2 separate regions of the Sus scrofa genome follow, and region 1 is linked to region 2. Evidence: chromatin contacts called from public HiChIP or PLAC-seq data. All regions are on one chromosome and are shown on one strand. Each heading gives the region's core, a stretch centred on a gene start, on an enhancer-like site or on the middle of the called end of the contact. The rest is flanking DNA. Distances are from core to core; before and after follow the strand shown.

Evidence for each region. HiChIP or PLAC-seq counts read pairs in DNA pulled down with a chosen protein or histone mark.
Region 1: an H3K27ac HiChIP or PLAC-seq map of skeletal muscle shows a contact between it and region 2. The contact joins the promoter of KLHL33 here to the promoter of ARHGEF40 in region 2. A contact is called at or near these places in 1 of 5 promoter capture datasets (liver) and 1 of 2 datasets of contacts at active chromatin or transcription factors (skeletal muscle).

Annotation. Positions count from the first base shown.
Region 1 is chr7:78,467,748-78,473,325 of Sscrofa11.1, forward strand. KLHL33 (kelch-like protein 33) reads left to right here and starts at 2,503. Exons shown (of 6, transcript XM_003356720.4): 1 at 2,503-2,575; 2 at 2,916-3,683. The coding sequence starts at 2,936.
Region 2 is chr7:78,065,758-78,071,786 of Sscrofa11.1, forward strand. ARHGEF40 (rho guanine nucleotide exchange factor 40) reads right to left here and starts at 1,789. Exons shown (of 26, transcript XM_021099307.1): 1 at 1,669-1,789. The coding sequence starts at 1,671.

The sequences.
Region 1 (5,578 bases), core at 1,253-3,752, 400 kb after region 2:
TCAGAGACTTTATTGGCTGATTTGATGCCTCCATCTGACTCTTAAAATGACTTTCCCAGCTTGGAGCCACAAAAGTGCAAGCTTGCAGGGTTGGGGGGTGGGCAGCCGACTTGAGAAAAGGACATACCAAGGGAAGAGATGGGCATTACTTGGAACAGCTCCACAAGGGTCTGCAAGAAGAGTCTCTGTTCACAGCCATGGCTACTGCATTGGTGAAAGGAAAGATGATTCCAATGGAACTGCCAAGCTCTGTATCCAGGTTGTGCAAGGTAAGGAAGTAGATGCCACCTTAGAAGAGAAGAAGGAAGAGTCAGTCTGTGGTCTCAGCAACTCATGACAAGTCTGGGGCCCCTGAGAGATCATGGAGTCACAACAGACTCACCAGCCTTGACTTTGCCATTGATGGAGACTGCTGAGATAGACAGGCTGGAGACAGTAGTGATGAAGCTGAGAACAGGATAATGAGCCATGTGAGCCCTGGACTGGGATGGAAATGAGGCTCCTTTCATTCACTCAGACCATGTCCCACATCCCTTTCTATTGTCCAGCAGAGCCCTGAGCTCATACATGTGCCCACCTGAGCAGTGACCTAATGTAGCTATAGGTGGAGCATGATGCCCTAGATGTCCAGCATGCAGTGGATCAGGGGAAGCAGGGTAGAGGGGGAGGAACCAAGGTCACCCTTAGTTCTCTCCTCTCACCCTCACAGGTACTCTTGAGATTCTCCTTAGAGCAAAGATCTCTTTCCCTGACTTGATCCCCGACTTTTGGGAACCCTGAGTGCTAATCCATTACCATGAATCCCATGACCCAGCTAAAGCATGCTGGGGGGCTTTACCAGGACTGGTCCCTGGATTCTCAGGATCCTCTTCTTGAGACTATGGCTCTGCTCAGGGCTCCTCAGTAGAAGTGGAAGCCACACTGTCCCCTGGTTGAGATGGCACAGATGTGGCTGGGATGCTAAGACCTCTCCCCAGCCAGCATGTCAGCAACAAAAAGAAGAGCTAATAGGCCTGGAGGTGCTATGGGGAAAGGTCAGTCCCAAGGATTTTAAGGGAGGGTGAATGATAGCTCAAAAGAGAGGGTTTCATCCAACTTTTGGGGTTCACTGTAGGGTTTGGGTTTCACTGTGGCAAAGCAGAGCAGACATGTGGCTATGGTGGAGCCATCTCAGGACCATGGGGTTGGCTGAGAATTCAGAGCGGGGTCTAGTGTCCTTGTCTTTGTAGATGGGGCCAACCTGAGGTTTGTCTCTGAAGAATAGCAGTTCTTCTTCTTCCTGGTGGGGCCCAAGGTGTTGGCTACCTTGTCTCGCCAAGGGGAGGCAATAAGAGGATGCAAAATGTCTGAACTGGGGGAGAGGGTGCAGAGGCTGGTCAATATCACCCATTTCAATCATGGGGTGCCTCTCTCCGTCAACCCATTTAGGGGAGAGCAGCCTGGGCTTGCCCAGGGAACACTACCCTGGTTGGTGAGGGTACCCAGGCGGCAAGTGGAGAACAGGAGCATCCCTGAAAGCCTAAGGAGGTGCTGTGCAGAGCAATCCACCTTCCCGAACCTCCCCCATACTAACACCACTCATCTCACAGGAGTCCTAAGGAACAATCCAGCTTGGCTCCCGGTTGTCAGCTTGTTGGGCAATCTATTTAGCCCAGATCAGGTTTTTTTATAGGCCAGGAAACTCACACTCAACAGCCCTTGGTCTGCTCTACCTTCCTGGGAGAAGGGAGGGAAGGAAAATCGCTGCCCCTTCTTTAATTTCTTTTCCCTTGAGGGTACCTGGAACTGCAGTGAAGAATGACTGTGCAGATTTAGGGGATCTCAGGATGAGCAAGGGTGTTGTCCTGGGCAGAGAGAGTGGCTGTTGGTGTTCTTTTTGAAATAGTGAGAATGCTTGTACACACCCAGGCCATCCAGTCCAGGACACTTGTCCCCATAGCAGCAGAGATCAATCCCATATTGCACTGTCTCACCCTCATCCCAGCCACTAGCAGGATTAGACCCCTCCAGATACTTCTTAAGTCCCGGTGTTGAGTGTCTCTCTCTCACCACAGACTCCACACGGAGCAGGGATGAAACCCCTGGCCGGGAGTGGGTCTCCTATGGTCCACAGCCCTAATCCCCACCCCTTTACCTCTCCCACCCCTTTGCCCTCATTGAACCAGATGGATTATGTTTGAGTTTCACACCAGTATTGTTTGCTCCAAGGTCCCAGCTTTATCTAGAAAAATCAGCACTCAAAGACCAGGACTGACTCAAAACATATGCCCCACTCTTTCTTCCCACCTTCCCATGGGTCTGCACAGTCCAGACGTGCTTCACCCACCCCTCCATCCCAGTCCAGTGAATGTAGCCTTTTTAGCCTTGCTCACTACCTGATCCCCCGCATCCTTCCTGGCTCCTGAATTTGCCTAGCTCAGCACCAGGCTTGGCCTACAAGTGGAAGGGGGAAAGGAGGTCATCTTAGGACAGGCCCAGGGGATTGGGTGTCTGAGTTTGGGCACCAGGAGCCCAACCCCTAGTCCTCCAGCACCAGCTATAATTAGCCTGGTGGGGCCACTGACAGGGAAGCAGGGTGAGTTCCCTCTGCCATGCTGTCCAAAGTAGAGCAGGCTCAAGAGAGAGGACAAGCAAACGCTGGTGTCTTAGGGGGGTGACAATGGGATGGGGGCAAGACCGGGTTGGGGGGTGTACAGTTCTGGGTACTGGATCTTTACACATGCTTCTTGCCGTGCTTCACTGCACCTTGTGAACCTCATTAGTTGCGCTGTGTATCCTAGATGTTCAGGCCTTGGGATGGGCGGGGGCGTGTTGAAATAGGGAGAGGGACTGACATGTTGGGGGACAGGAGGCAAAGCTTCCTCTGGCCTCTCTGGGTCCAGCTCTAACCCTCTCTTCTCTTTGTTCAACTGCAGCAATCCAGCGAACCTGCGCCATGAGTGTCTCGGACTCAGCACATCGTCCTTCAGACCCAGAGCATGTCTCTCTTCCTGTCCAGAAGGATGGTCTTGGCTTCCCTTCGCCTGCCCGGAGAACCCCCTCCTGGCCTCCGTCCCCAGATGAGGATCCCAGTTTGCCCCCCTTTCCTCTGGAAGAGCCTGGCCCCAGACTTATGGCCCCAGGGAGCCTTCCCTCTCCAGCCTTGTCCCTAGAGGAAGAAGAAGAGGATGAGGACGGAGAAGACGCGGCGGAGCCCGAGGGGCTGTGCAGTGAGGAGCATCCCAGCCAGTTTTTCGCGGAAGCGCAGCGGTTGCGGGAGCAGAGGCTGCTGCTGGATGAAGAGGTGTCAGTTGGGGGGCGAATATATGGGGTGCATCGGGTGATCTTGGCTGCTGTTAGCAGCCTCTTCAGAGGCAGGCTGCTGGGCAGTGGAGGTCCGCAACCCCCCTTCAGCCTGGACGTAACCCCCAGGGCCTGGGAGGCCGTGCTGACCTTTGCCTATGAGGGGGTGCTGGGCCCCGCCCCGCAGGAGGATGTGTTGGTAGCTGCTGAAACCCTGGGAGCGCCCCGGGTGAAGGCCGTGGCCCAGAGGGGACGCCAAGGGGCTGGAAGCGCCGGGGAAGATGAAAAGCAGCCCAGCCAGGCCGAGGAGCTGAGAGAGAACCTGCGCAGCATTGAGCTCCTGTACCGAGAGGGCATCGGGTGTGACCTGGAGCTGGAGGCAGGCGGTTGCCGGCTGCGGGGTGAGGGCCTGTGGGGCGTTATATTAATGCAGGTGCATATGCTACCTGGAATTGTGTGTGCAAGCAGCAGGTGGTTCCATCCCTACCATAGGAGTTTTGATCCCCGCTGCAGACAGAATTTCTCTGGGGTGGCTTTTGGTGTCTCTCCTGAGCCATTGAAAATGGAGCATGCGCAGTTGAGTTGTTTTCCTCTGAGCACTGACAGATTTATACTGTGGCTTTTCCTGGGCCCAGTAACAAGGGATTTCCAGCCAGCTGGAAATTTTCTCCAGCTGGCGGGAGGGAAAGTTATAGTCCATGGCAGTAGAACAAGCAGGAGGTGATTAAATAGGGAGTAACCAAAGGTCCTTCTTGGTATCTTCTGTTTAAGAGACAGGAAAAGCCAGAGGAACACAGTAGAAAAATTCATAGTGTGTCCTTTTCTCTAAGTGTGCCTGACACCATAGCAGACGTGGACCCTACAGCTAATGAGCAAGATCTGGTACTGTTTTGCCATAATCTTAAGGCTACCGGGTCATGGGACTTTGAAGTTAACTCTGCTCATCACCAGGAAAGCTAAGGAGGTTTGAAAAAGTTGAGTGTTATTCAGATTCTACTAACATTTAGTGAGGTACTGGGTTCCAAGAATTTTTACACGTGCCATCTCACTTAATCTCACTGAAAACTAGTGAGTTAGATACCATTATGCCTAGGTGCAGTTAAAGAATATTAAACTCAGAAATATTAACTGGTGAGAACCAGGATACAAATCCACATCCACTAGCCCAGTCTGCTTTCACTAGGCCATGCATTGCCTCCTAGGCAGCCAAGCCAAAGACACACAGGACGGGGCAAATGGAGTCAGAGTGCAGACACGTACAAGTTTAAAATTAAAGGGCTTAGTTTCAATATTATCTAGTTCAGCTCTTTATTGATAAGGAAATCAGACTTTAAGACATTTCCAAAGTCATATATCTACCACTCATTAGAGGAATGACTGGGACCAAAGTGCTTCTGGGGCTCCTAGAAGGAAAGGAAAAGCATCCTATCTTGTCGGCTTGGGCTACTATAACAAAAATACCATAGGCTGGCTGGTTTAACAACAGAAATTTTCAGAGTTCCCTTCGTGGTGCAGTGGAAATGAATCTGACTAGGAACTATGAGGTTGCAATTTCGATCTCTGGCCTTGCTCAGTGGGTTATGGATCTGGCATTTCTGTGGCTGTGGTGCACCCGCAGCTGTAGCTCTGATTTGACCCCTAGCCTAGGAACCGCCATATGCTGCAGGTGCGGCCCTAAAAAGTGAAAAACAAAACAATCAAAAAACATCCAGAAATTTTCTTCTCATGTTCTGGAAGCCGAAGGGTGCCAGGTTCTGGTTAGGGCCCTCTTTCTGAAAGTAGATGGCTACTTTCTCACTGTATCTTCACATGACAGGAAGAGAGAGGTATTATTTCTCTTATGTCTTTTCTTATAAAGGCACTAATCCCTTTCAAGAGGGTTCCACCCACACTTAATTACCTCCCAAAGGCCCACCCACAGATACCATCGCGTTGGAGATTATGGCTTCCACATATAAACTGAGGGGTGAAGGACATAAATATTCAGTTCATAACACATTTCTAAAGGGTTTTTATTTCCAATAGCACTAGATGGAGGGGAAATTTAAAACATAGCTTTGGAGTTCCGGTCATGGCTCAGCGGTAATGAACCTGACTAGTATCCATGAGGAAGGATGTGGGTTTTATCTCTGGCCCTGTTCAATGGGTTAAGGATCTAGCATTGCTGTGGCTGTGGTGTAGGCCAGCAGCTGCTGCTCTGATTCAACCCCTAGCCTGGGAACTTCCCTATGCCATGGGTGTAGCCCTTTAAAAAAAAAAAAGAGAGAGAGAGGCAGGAGTTCCCATCGTGGCTCAG
Region 2 (6,029 bases), core at 539-3,038:
ACTGCCCAGTGAAGTGTTTATCTAGTTCTCTACTCCCCTTTGCTCCCCACCCCCACCCCGCCGTCCGCCGCCTTTGCCTTCAGGACAAAACTGCACGTTTTCCTTTGAGTCCCTCCAGCCCAGAGTGTTGCCCGCCTGTGCAGACCGACTGAGAAGCGAGGCGGCCAGTCCAGAGACCGACAGTCAGTGCGTCAGCACAGAGACCCGGCCCCAAGGTGTGTGGGCGAGCAGACAGACCCCCCAGTGTTCCGGGGACCCGGCCAGCGCTGGGAGCGTGGGTGGGGGGAGGGTGGAGATGGGCGGGGGGTGAGGCAGAGTGGGCCGTCCGCTTGGAGGCCTGGAAGGGGGAGCTAGAGCTGGAGCAGCGAGGCAGCTGCAACCCATTAGGGGCGGTGAGCTCATGGCTGAGCGAGAGTCTCAGCCACAGGAAACGGCAGCGGCAGGAGGGGAGGAGGGGTCGGGGTGGGAGGCGGCGGGCAGGAGCTCAGAGACCGGGCCTTCAGCCGGCCGGGACCAAAGAGGAGACCAGAGAGACTGAGTCAGCTCTCCCTGGCTCGGTTCCTCTTTCTTCTCATTCCAGCCTCTCGGCCAGGGGGTGCCCTTCCTTCTGTAAAGAAGCAGCCGGGGTGGTGCTCCTCCCCCTCCTCCACTCCCTCCGATGAGCGCCCCCTGGCAGGGCCTCTCCCGCTCCACTCCCTGCTGTGAGCGCCCCTTTGGCCGCGCCCCCCCCAATCCCTCCCGCAGTGGGCGCTCTCCCTGGCAGTGCCCACACCTGCAGTGACTCTTCAGAGAGTACTTTTGGAGTGAAAGTTCACAGGATAGTGTCCACTCCGGTTGGTATGGGCTTCCCTTAACAGGGCTCTCCTGATTCCTGTGCCCTGAGTTGCTGTTGCCTGGGTCCCCAGCTGGCTGCAGGGAGCTCCCGTCAGTTCTCCCTTCCCTCTGCAGCTGCGACTCCTGGAGACAGCGCTTCGGTTCCCTGCAGCGTGAGCTCAGGGGCAACTCCTCGCCCCCACCGCATCTCTTGTCTGATCTGGCAGCGTCACGCCCCCTGGCACTGTGAGCCCCCCTCCCCATTCTGTCCACTGTTCTGAGGCAGCCTCGCTTTCTCCGCGGGAATTTCCCTTTTTGGCCAGGTCCCTGGCCCCAGCCCAGCCACAGCTGTGGCGGTCCCCCAGGGCCGGATGGGTGGGCCCGGCTCACCGGGCCTGGGGACTGGGATGGAAAATGGTGGTTCCAAGCAGGTCAGTTCTCATGACCCGAGGCCGGGCCCCTTCTAGGGCCGCTGCAGCACGAACCCGCACGGGTCCCCCGCGGGTAAGGAGCTGGGACCGGGAGGGGGAGGGAAGATCCTGCAAAGGAAGGCACAGGTCAGGACCGAAGAGGGCGAGAGGAGGTGTGTGGATTTAGGGGGAGAGACCTATGGAAGGTTGGGGGAGGGGCGGAGAAAAGGAGGAAGAAAGGAGTGAGGGCAATACCCAGTGGGGACAGAGCCAGACTGTGGGGCAGACAGACAGATCAAAGAAAAGAAGGGGGGATGGGAGGGAGGAGAGTCCCAGGGCGCTCAAGAGTTCCAAGAAGGAGCAAGAGGCACCAAGCAGGGGACTGGTGATCCCGAGCGGGCTGCGCGAAGGCGGAGGGGACACAGGGTTGCGACGGGGGACTCACCATGGCTCGGCTCCGGGCCGCGTCCGACGCTGGGGCGGGCGGGCGGGGCCGGGCGCGCCGCCGCCTCCCTCCCGCCGCTCGCGTCTCGCCGGGTCTGGCTAGGGGACAGCTCCGGCCGCGGTGGCGGCTCGGCCCGCTCGCGCTCCCAGGCCGCGGGGCCCCGCCAGGGAGGGTCGAGACGGCCGCCCCTCCCCGCCCCGCCCTTCAGTGCCCGCCTCTGCCTCCGCGCTGGACCCCCTGTCGGGACTGCCACTCCCGCGCGGAGCTTCTGGCCTCTCCCCCGACGCCCCCAGCGGATCTGCACCGCTCTCCCGCAACTCTCTTCCTTCTCCGCCCCGCCCTCCAGTCCGTAGCCCGGACCCTGACCCTCGGAGGCCCGTCCCGCCGAGGATGCCCCTCTTCCCGCCACCGCCGCGCTCCCTAAGGGATCAGTTTAGTCTCCCCAAGGGACAGTCCAAAGGCTGGAGCGTGCGTGAATTCCCTGGGGTCCCCAGCCTAGGCCTGGAGCCTTTTGGTGGCCGGAAGCCTCTAGATTCTAACTCGCCCGGGAATCTCCTCTCCCCTCCGTTGCCAGACTTCGGCAGCTCCTGGAGTTCAGAAGAGACCCCCCTCTCCCATCCCCCAGGCCCCTGCCCGCCTCCGGTGGAACAGAGGACAGGAAAATCGGGGGATTCCTCCCACTCTCCAGGGACTTGTCCGCCCTCCTCCTTCCCCTCCCATCTCCTCCAGCCTCGAGCCTTCGGGCTCCGACAATGGGCTCCTCTGTGCTGCCTGGGGAGGGCGGGGGCGTGGGGGAATTTGGGAGCGGTGAAGGCTTGGGGTGAAGGCTTGAGGAGGGGAGTGGACGTCCAGGCTGAATGCGCGCAGGGTCCCAGGATCAGGATCCTCCACTTAAGGCGTGCACTCCGGGGGACGTTTTCTGAGTTCTTTCCTCGCTGCCCCTTGCCCTCCGCATCCCCGATCTCTCCCTTAGTTAGCAGAGGGAAGCCACCGGATCCTCATTCAGCCCCGTGATCCAATACTGGATGCCAGACCCTTCCTTCTTGTGGGGTGGCGTTAGAGAGTTTCCCAAGGCCGCTAGGGCTCCGGGCGATGGGGATGGCTATCTGACGCAGTAGACAAAGGAGCAGGCTAGTTAAGAAAGTTCTAGCTTCAACCATCCTCCGCTGCGTCTGGATGGGAAACGAAGCCCTGGCGAGGGTCCCCCAGGAGGCCTAGGGGAGCCTTAGGCATAGGAGGGAGATGCCTTGCCTCTCCTCTGAGCTGGCAACGGGAAGCCCTGCAAGGGTGGGGAACATGGGGAGGGGCGCTTCCAAAGGGTGGACATTTGAGAAGATCGGAAAGCCGAATAGACTCCGCAGTGGACTTGAAGGCAAGTGCCGCTGCGGGGCTGGAGGGTGACGTTTGGAAAACGTCGTGCAGTGGATACAGTAGTTCCTACGAAGCCAGGAGGCCAGAGCCTCAGGGCAGTCTTTGGAGAGGCAGGGGTGGGGTGGGGTGGGGGGAGTGGAATTGGGGGAAAGGGGCGGGGGTCGCCTAGGTGTTGGGCTTCTTCTCTCACCTCCTCAGGATGCTAACCTCCACCCTTTCTCCACTCCACGGGGTCTGGAAAAGAAGAGAGAGAAAGTGTTCATTCTTCTTGAAAGCAAGAAGATTCCTCTGCTCCACAGCGTCAAAAAATAATCTAGGGCAGCAAACCTCAGTGACCATCTTCCCAGCAGAGTTAGAGGCAGGGAGCTGGAGCTCTTTTCCATCAATGGTTTATGGGCCCTCTAGTCCTCCAGACTCTCCAGCTTCCCTATAATTAGTGCTGAGAACCGTGAGAGCGAGATTTTGCTACCCCCTGGTGTCGGCTCTGTAAATGCTGCCCAGAGGCTGGTTACTGAGGCCAGAATTTAGGAAACTTTCTTGAGGATATATTGTCAACTTTATTCACTTGTTTGAAACACAGCTCATCCACTACCCGTGTTGACTGAAAATCTGAACCTTACCTCACCAAGTCTTACATTCTTTATACTCAAGCAAATTGGGGAACAGGTGGTAGAATCAAAGGTACCCACAACTGGGAAGTGGCATATAAATTAAGCTGGCTATAGGAGTAACTCCTGGGGGGAAAAAGGAGTGGAGCTTTTTTTCCCCCCATTGGGAAAAAGGGAGTCATTGAAAGTTTTTGAGCTTATGGGGTGAGGGATTTTGGATTTGGGATCTGGGATCCAGTTATTCCTTTCTGGGAGTTTTAATCTGTGCTAATTTAGAAAGGTTTATTTTGTTAAGTAAGGTAGCTTATAGTGGTTAAATGCTAGTTTCTCCAAGAATGCAAGCCCTTACCTAAGAGTGGATGTGTGTGTGTGTGTGGTTGGTGTGTGTGTCTCTACAAGGGAGTGTGTGTTGATGTGTTCATTTGGGGGAGATATGAAGTGGACAGATTATAATGGAGAGATTAGAGGCTGGGAATAGAGCAGGCTTAGAAGTTCTCTTGTGCATTCACAAACAGTTCTCACTATATTTCACCAACTTCAGATTCTTTGGAGTTTATTAAACTCCCATTTGACAGATGAAATTCTGACTCTTTTTTCAGGCTAGAGGTTGAATAGGAGCTGTAGCCGTTGGCCTACACCACAGCCACAGCAACATCAGATCTGAGCCGTGTCTGTGACCTACACCACAGCTCACAGCAATGCTGGATCCTTAACCCACTGAGCAAGGAAAGCCAGGGATGGAACCTGCATCCTCATGGATGCTAGCCAGATTCGTTAACCACTGAGCCACGACTCCGAAATTCTGGCTTATCAAAATTTAAAATCATGGAGTTTCCTGTCATGACTCAGTGGCAATGAACCAACTAGTATTCATGAGGATGAGGGTTTCATCCCTGGCCTTGCTCAGTGGGTTAAGGATCAGACGTTACCATAGGCTGTGGTGTAGTCTACAGATGTGGCTAGGATCCCACAGTGTTGCTGTGGCTGTAGTGTAGGCCAGCAGCTGCAGCTCTGATTGGACAACTAGCTTGGGAAGTTCCATATGCTGCGAGTGCAGCCCTAAAAAAAAAAGAAAAAGAAAAAAAAAGGCGGAAAAAAACAGAAATTTAAAAACTTGCTGTAAACTACACAGTGAGTGGAGAAGCCAGGATTTAAACCCAAGCTGTCTGACACCAGAGCCTTCATTCTCAACAACCATGTTATAGGGTTTCATTTAAGCTGTCAAGCGTCCATTAAAGAAGCGCTTTGAACACTACATCACCTTTTCCACCACCTACCCATCATGTTAAAAAGTGTTAACTTTATTTTCATAGTAGCCAGTGCTAAGAGTTTTTAAAAGTGATAAATATGTCACTATAGGTCAGAAATTGAAACCATTTTCCCCTAGATTTGTTCTAGAATAAGTAACAGTTAAAATAATCCCCAGGAAACTTCCAATATGGTTCTCATGGAGAAGTAGTGTAATATCAACATGAGAGATGGTGAAAGAAACATTTGTGTCTGTAATGTTTATTACCTGGCTTATGTGCACCAAGAGATGTAATAGCCATTCCATATAGGGTTGAAGCTTTAGACAGCTCACTAATTGTCGCCTTGGAAAGTAGCAGAGACTAGGGCTCTGCTGAGCTCCATGCCTCAAGGTAAGGACCACAAAGGGGAATTTGGGGTACAGGAGGGGACAGACTTGAGAAAACATGTTCTTGTTACTCATGCCTTCCAAGGAAAGTGGGGGACAAACCTGAGTTATTTTACTTATTTATTTTTTTAGGGCTGTACCTGTAGCATATGGAAGTTTCCAGACTAGGTGTCCAATCAGAGCTGTAGCTGCCAGCCTACACCACAGCAACAGCTGCCAGATCTGAGCAGCATCTGTGACCTAAGCTGCAGCTTGCAGCAACATGGGATCCCTAACCCACTGAGCAAGGCCAGGGATTGAACCTGCATCCATATGGATACTAGTTGGGTCCTTAACCTGCTAAGCCACCTCGAGAACTGCAAAACTTAGTTATTTTAGGATAAGAAATCTGTGTGTTTTATATACATATATTTTTCTATTTTTTAAATTTCCCCTTAGTTTTGGTTTTATTAATATTCCTTTAAGCATTTACAGCTTGTCTTCTCTGAACTAGCTGTTACCAAAGCCCATACCACCACCATCTTGCCAGCACAGAATGCACTAGTGCATTAGTTTCCATACTGATCTACGTGCTCCACTCTGGCCACCTGAGGAGACATTCCCTGCACCCTTGCCAGAATAATCTTCTAAAAACACCAATCACATCAACCCCTTCTAATGGACTCCCATTTGCATTGTAACTCCTCTACTCCTGTCTCTCCGGCCTCACCTCTTACCACTCCCCTAATGTGAGAAGCCACTAGTGA